Linked DNA regions of Zea mays: region 1 is linked to region 2. A link is a contact called in public Hi-C data. All regions are on one chromosome and are shown on one strand. The core of a region is the stretch at or near the end of the contact, and the rest is flanking DNA. Distances in the headings are between cores, read along the strand shown.

The links. Hi-C and Micro-C count contacts between places; a contact is called where the count stands out from the background.
Region 1: a Hi-C map of leaf shows a contact between it and region 2, with 6 times the contacts expected there. The contact joins the promoter of LOC100276479 here to the enhancer-like site in region 2. A contact is called at or near these places in 8 of 25 Hi-C or Micro-C datasets (bundle sheath, ear, leaf and 2 more).

What each region holds. Positions count from the first base shown.
Region 1 is chr9:80,423,911-80,427,386 of Zm-B73-REFERENCE-NAM-5.0, reverse strand. It overlaps LOC100276479, which reads right to left and starts at 1,836. Exons shown (of 3, transcript NM_001150257.1): 1 at 1,705-1,836.
Region 2 is chr9:80,111,679-80,115,161 of Zm-B73-REFERENCE-NAM-5.0, reverse strand. No RefSeq gene overlaps it. Among protein-coding and RNA genes, the nearest start is that of LOC118473357, 93 kb to the left of the region's middle. Within about 2 kb of position 2,196, at least 12 of the 20 cell types and tissues checked have an H3K27ac peak or open chromatin away from gene starts, as enhancers often do. A contact at or near this core is called in ear, leaf and seedling, where this site is marked.

The sequences.
Region 1 (3,476 bases), core at 587-3,086, 310 kb before region 2:
CTAAAAGCCAAAAACCAACCAAATGGCTGGATCCAGGAAGAAGCTTTTTCTAAAAGCCGACTTTCTCGGAGTGCAAATCTGAAAGTACCTCTGGACCCGCTTTTAGTGAATTTTCGGATGGAACTGTGAAAACATATATTGAAAAAATTTTAACGACTTTTAGTGGTTTCCAACAAACGTTTTTTAGTTTTTTAACATTTTACAGCCTACAACAGCTTTTTGCATAGCTCACAGCCCACAACAACTTTTTTCACAGCCACGGCCCAACCAAACAGACCCTTAGAATTGAGATTTGGAATGGAGGGAGTAAGATCTAAGAGAATAAATATGAGTTCAGAAGGAAAGACTCTGTCTTGGTGAACGGATGTCCAACTATACGTACAATCACTAAGCATTGCAAGGGAAAGCAAAAGATTCACATAGTTTATGCAATATTTTTTTTGACGGTGAATAGTTTATGCAATATTGTTTGCAAAACGAGAGAAATGTGGGAACATGAGACAGAGACAGTGATAACTGATAAGTTGAACATAAAAGGAAGCATTTCGAAGGCCAATAAGCCCATGTAACTGAAAACAGAATTCAATATCAATTTATGTGTTGCACTCATGGAGGAGTATTGAATGCATCTCTGCTTAGCCCCTTTCTTCAAGCAACAAGCACAATAAAGCATACATGGTAGCAATTTATGCTCTCAGCTACAGGAAGCAGTTTCCAGATCAGTATATGTTTTGCAGAATTCAGAAACAAGCTAGTTAACAGAATGTAAACTGAGTTATTGAGGCCCAAATGTAGACATCAGAAACATTCTTGTCAAACAACGGCATCTTATGTCAAAGCAAGCAGGTAGGACACAGACTAAGGGCTTGTTCGATTGCATGGAGATCAAAAAGGATCAAGGGGTATTAAATCTCTTTCCATTCATTTTTTTATTAGCAAGGGTTTTAATTCCCTCCAAATCCCCTTCAAACCACTGCTAACAGAAGAAATCACTCCTAACAGAAGAAGCTAGTAATATAGTACTAACTCCGTTCTCGAATATTTGTCGTCCATTTTTGAACTAAAACGCGACAAATAAAAAAATAGTGGAAATAGTAAAATATGAGCAGTTTCCAAAGGGGTCAAACTGTCAGCTGGTAGATTCCAGAAATAGGCAGCAAGCCGGACAGGATTTAGCAAGAATGATTGTAGAAATGTCACTTTCATCTTCATTGCTGGATTTGCAGCCTGGAACATTACAGGTCACAGCCACTGACCCACCCAAAGCCAAACGCAATGCTGCTTGAACCCCAGAAAAGGAACCTGCAATAATGGACTTACCGATCCACTTGTGCGGAACAAGCAAATTCAGCACAGAAACATCTCCAGACCGGCAGACCCTTGTCACATAGTGACAACTGCTGTCCACGAAAGTCCCCCTGGAGAACGAGCGAAGCAGAGTAGCAGACAGAGGAGGCAGATGTAACGCGGCGCGGAATCAGCTAAGCGAGCGGCGGGACACATTTGCGCGCTTGGCAGCGAGCGCGCAGGTAATCGCGCATGGATGCTACGCAGTACGCAAAATCGTCCGCGCGAGAGTCACACACTCGGTGGAGGCCCGATTCAGACCTACGAGATAAAGCGCCACGCGAGTAGTACGACGTTGGAGGGGGAGCGCAGCTCAGATGAGCGTCGAGGCGGCGGGCGGGCTAGGAAGGGACGAACCTGCTTGGTTCTGGCGGACGAGCAGCTGCAGGCGAAACGCCAATGGCGATGAGACGACAGCGAGGCCAGCGAAGAACGCGATGCGGTACGGGACTACGGGAGAGCGCGGCAGAGCGGCGGTGACTTCCGCGTGACCGTGGAGGACCGGCGTTGATGGATTAATGGGTTAGTTGGTGGTGGCGACGTGGTGGGTTGTGTCTGTGTGGTTAGATCTGGGACTTCAGCGTCGTGGGGAGGGGGCGCTGTGTTGGCGTTGGCCACGACTGGATCTGGCACTCGTGATGAGCTGCCGGCCTCGGCCGGGCGGCCGGACCGCTGCCTGCGGCGTGGTTGCGGTCGCGCCTTGGATTCGTCGCTCGTGACCCCCCCTCGTGCTCCTGCCGGCCCGCGTTCGCGACAGGCGTCGTACCTGCCGCTTAGCGCGTTGCACGGTGGATTCAATTATCGGTCTATTACTCTACTGTACGGTGGATTCAATTATCGGTCTATTACTCTACTGTACGGTGGATTCAATCATCGGTCTATTACTCTACTGTACGCTGCACGCCAACGCTTTGACAAGGATGGTACTGCGTGCGGCGTAATTATGTGCGTGTTAGTCACATCTTTCACGGGGTACTGACAAGAAAACAGGTTCACATCTATAGCATTTTTATCTTTCACAAATTAGAATATATTTGGTTGGACTATGACCATAAAAAAACTGTCATATATTGTGAGATACGAAAAAAATTGTTGTAAAATGTGAGCCGTAAAAAACAACAAATCGTTTAGTGGAAGCCATTAAAAATTCTTACATATATTTACAAGATTCTTTTGTCCGAAAGTTACTAAAATATGGTCTAGATGTGCTTTTAATTCTGCACTGCTCGAAAGTCGGCTTTTTGAAAAAAGTTGTTGGCTCAATTAGGTCTTTGATTTAGCTTTTGATTTTTGGGAGGCAAAAGTTATAGCTAGAAGCCAAACCAAACACACTCTTAGTTTCACTAGAATCATTAATGACTCATTTGGTTGCTGAGGATTGGGTGTGATCGAAGGACATATAATCCTTTTCTAAAGCCATAAAACCGAACAAGCCCTAATATTTTTTTAGATTTACTATTTTTTAACACTATCGTGACTTACATAGCAATTCACTATAATTTCTTCTTCTCTACACGTACCCCAACCTTAAGCTACTCATATGCCCACCCACTATAACCACTCCAACGCTGATCATGAGCATACGCCACACGCAGCTCCTCGCTGCCATGCACACCTCTTTTGACCTGCTCCGTCCTCCACTGCTTTGGCTCACAATTACAAGGATCTAGATGGCTATATGTGTTAATAACCTATAAAAATTCTATCTATAAAGTATATTTTAGTAGAGCAAAGTGGTTAATATAAAAATCATCCAAATAGCAACTACAAGCATCAGCTCTAGTGTTAATAGCTCTTAAAAACTCTCATGCTTAATCTCTACTACTCTTAAGCAAATAGTGTAGGCGTCCACACCCACGGTTCTGCCTCCCACTCCCACCCGCGACATCCTCCGCTCATCCCCACGTCCGCGGTCGCCCCCACAATCAACGGGATTGCCCCCGCGATCCCCTTCACCTCCCAGATCTCGTGCTCTCCATTCACCTCCCAGATCCTGTGCTACATCCAAGGAAGTGGTGATGGTCCGCGGCCACCCCCGCCCTCCCATTCCCCGGGATTGTTGGTCGTCGAATTCTAGGGGCCACGACATGCCCAACCTAAAGAAGCAATACGGGAGGTTCGTCTCCACC
Region 2 (3,483 bases), core at 947-3,446:
ACAGGCTTAGATGGACCAACCCAGTTTACTAACCGTACCTAGCCGGTTGAGCTTTCACTTCCCGTGCCAGGCCGGGTCGGGTGTCCTGTTTATACATGTCTACGCACCATACTGTCTACTACAATGATCTATTCATCGAGTAGTCCATCCAGGTTTCTTCGTGGAGATTTGATGATCACTTGATCTAACCACCCTGCTGACGGCTGATATGGATCCGAAGGTACTTAGCAGTTCACCTATATGGTCAACAAAACATTGTTTTGAACTGTTGTACACCGTAGACTGTACTGCTTACAAAGTGAGTGGAGTTTAAAAATTGGTATAGAGATGGATAAGTTACGGGAGATAGCCTTTAGCACAGGCTGGTTGCTACACCATCATGATTCATGAATGGTCAAGCCACAATTAATTCAGATAGTGATATCCTTGAAGCGATGATCAGCTTATCAAGGCTGGTCCGGCCTCCGTTCCTGCTAATCATAGCCCACACGGTAGCTTCATAGTTGTACTCAGATCAAGAATAATTGTAGTAGTGTTAATAAGCAAACTGTTATGTAAATAAGATCCACAAGAACAATAAAAGTATGAAAGAAAATGAAATTTCATCAGATGCTAGAATATATTCATGAGTAGAAGATTCCACTATTCCAGACAGCTCCATCGATCTTTGTCAGCATACCGACCATAGATTGTCTGAAAATTACATGTAGCAGTGGTTTCTAGAACAACACTATGTACAAGTCCCTGGCATGGACAGAGGGCCAGCATGCAGGACATCAGGAACCACACACACGAGCGCAATTCTTATACTATGTAATACACCAGTGTTCTTATATGCTAATGTCTTTGCAACATGTACCTTACTTGCAGTAAAATTGATACATGTCACTACAACAAAATATACACATACAGCGTACACATATATAGGAGTACTATACATGCATGGATCTAGCTTGCAAACATGATATGATGATGTTGTACAAAATCTCTCCCTCATATCACAAAGACCAAGCTCTAGACTAGCTCTACCACCAGTAGCTAGCTCTCAAACGAACATGCTTTATCCATGCATGCATCATGCATGTTCAAACAAATACTCTATGGACACGTACATATATATTACATATGCATACGCGTGTGGATGCGTGGGTTGAATTCTAGGCGATGCCAGAGACCGGTCGCGCATACCCGCCGCAGTAGTCCGGCGTGGCGGTGGCAAGGGCCTGCTGCGTGCGCAGCTGGTCGTAGAACTTCTTGATGAAATCCTCGGCGTCCAGGTCCACCTGGCCACAGTCCCCGTCGTCGTCCCCGAGCGGGAACGGCGAGTCGGTGATCCTCAGCTGCCTGGCGTGCGCGGGCGTGCGGCCGAAGCTCGCCCACAGCGCCGGGGACGGCGTGGCCACAAGCGCGAGGGGAGACGGCTGGTCCGAGCTGTTGCCGTCGCCGCCGCTGAGCAGCTGCTCGTTGTTGTTGAGGATCTCGAAGGCCCTGGCAATGTCGGACGCGTCGTAGTTGTACCAGCCGGGCTCGGCGCCGTTCGCGCCGCGGTGCGTGCCGCGGCGGCGGCTGCTGTTGTTGTTGTTGTTGTTGCGGCGCCTGCGCTTGCCCGTGGGGACGAGGTGGAGGGACGGGTAGGACGGGGTGTTGCTGCAGCTGAACTCCACCTCGCGCGTGCCCCGCGGGTCGTAGACGGCGAGCGACGGGTCGTGGCCGCGGCGGCCGCACGAGAAGTGCTGCGGAGGCGGCGCCGCCTCAGCCGCGGCGGCCTTGTCGCTGTTGTGCCCGTGGGCGGTCATGAGGTTGCCGAGGGCCTTGCCGGCGATCTTGCCGCGGTGGATGAGGAGGTGCAGGTCCATGGCCAGCTTCCGCTTCGGCATGCCCTTGCGGAGCATGAACAGCACGGCGCGCACCACGCGCCACAGCCGCCTCGCCATGTTCGGCTCCATCGCCATCTCGATCAGTTCCTTGCGGCTGCTCGACTTAGATTCCTTGCGCTGATTTGACTTTCGAGATCGATCGAGCCGAGCGTGTTGGTTTTTGTGGTGAGATCGTGAGAGAGAGAGAGAGAGAGAGAGAGAGAGAGTAGTACTGGTTGCTTTGGTGTCTTGCGTTTTAGCACGAGTAGGAAGGATGGAGAGGTGAGGGGCTATTTAAAGCAAGGCACCGAAGGTACGTGTCTGTGACGATGGCTACTCGATGTGCGAAGTGGCTAATCAACTACTGGTGGGAACATGATTGGGCATTTGGGCCGCAGCCCACATCAGGGAACAGTAGTTTGACAAGCGGCACGGCGACCTCTCACTCCGGCCTCAAGCATTGCCGCAAGGAAAGGAGGCTTTGTTGAGTAGTCTCTTCATGAGGAGCCATCATCATGTCACTCATTAGCATGATCTATTGGATGCCAACATGTTGTAATTTCTCTGTCAAAATACAGAAAGAATAATAAAAACAGAAACAATGCGTCCAGGTTTTATTAACATATCCTGTTGATTTGACAATGGATCGAATTTTCATGTAATTCGTTTCCTATTCCATGAGAGTTGCAGACAGCTTCAGTGTCTAGCTGAAAGTAGCCAAAACACATGAGAAGGTTCCTTTTTGCCGTTCGGGAATTGTTTTTGAATTACCAGCCTTTAGCAAATTCTAATTTATTTATTTATTATTCGAATTTCAAAAACCAGTTGAACTTAAGCAGGTGAGTGAGAGACTCAAGTTTTCCATATCAATGCTTTAGCCCATTGCGCGACCCACTTCTCTATATAGGAGTTCTGTTACTGAGCTCCACTATATACTCCAAAAGCTAACTAAATTTAAAGTGATTGCACCATGGTTCAAACCTTTTCCTCGTTTATCAGCTACGTGGCACCAACCCCACAACAACAAAATGCTCTAAAGCAGATCAACTTACTAGTGCAATTATGGGCCACGCATGTCCATTTACTATGGAAGGGACACTTGTTGCAAAAAGAAGCTGCAAAGGTTAAGCATGGTATGCACCCCAGAGGTTGAAAACTAAAGATTCAAGTTAATTTATAATGTGTCCACATACAATTAATGTCTTAAATATGATATTGGGTTTTGTCGTACTTGAGTATTAGCACTACCAGTTATCTAGATGTTTTTCTTTCTATAAAGAAGTTATCTAGATGTTTTTTGCTTTGAGATGGATAAACATAATCATATAAGCACCATGGAGAGTACACTATAGCAGGAAAATGAGCACCTGTACTAAGCTAAAGACTTGCCCGAGTGGGCAAGCTCCAAAACAGCTTCCCATGAAACACGCCACGAAAAAACATAGAAATTCTCATAAACATATGAACATCTAGCAAAGTTGGTAGACTCCAATCATCACAACCAATAATAGAAATTGGATATTTTATATTCTCTAAAAACAATACTTACATTCGCTATTTTGAAAAATATATAAAGGTAATCCACAAATTGACAACCGAATTGTCCACTTTTTTCCATTATAAAAGA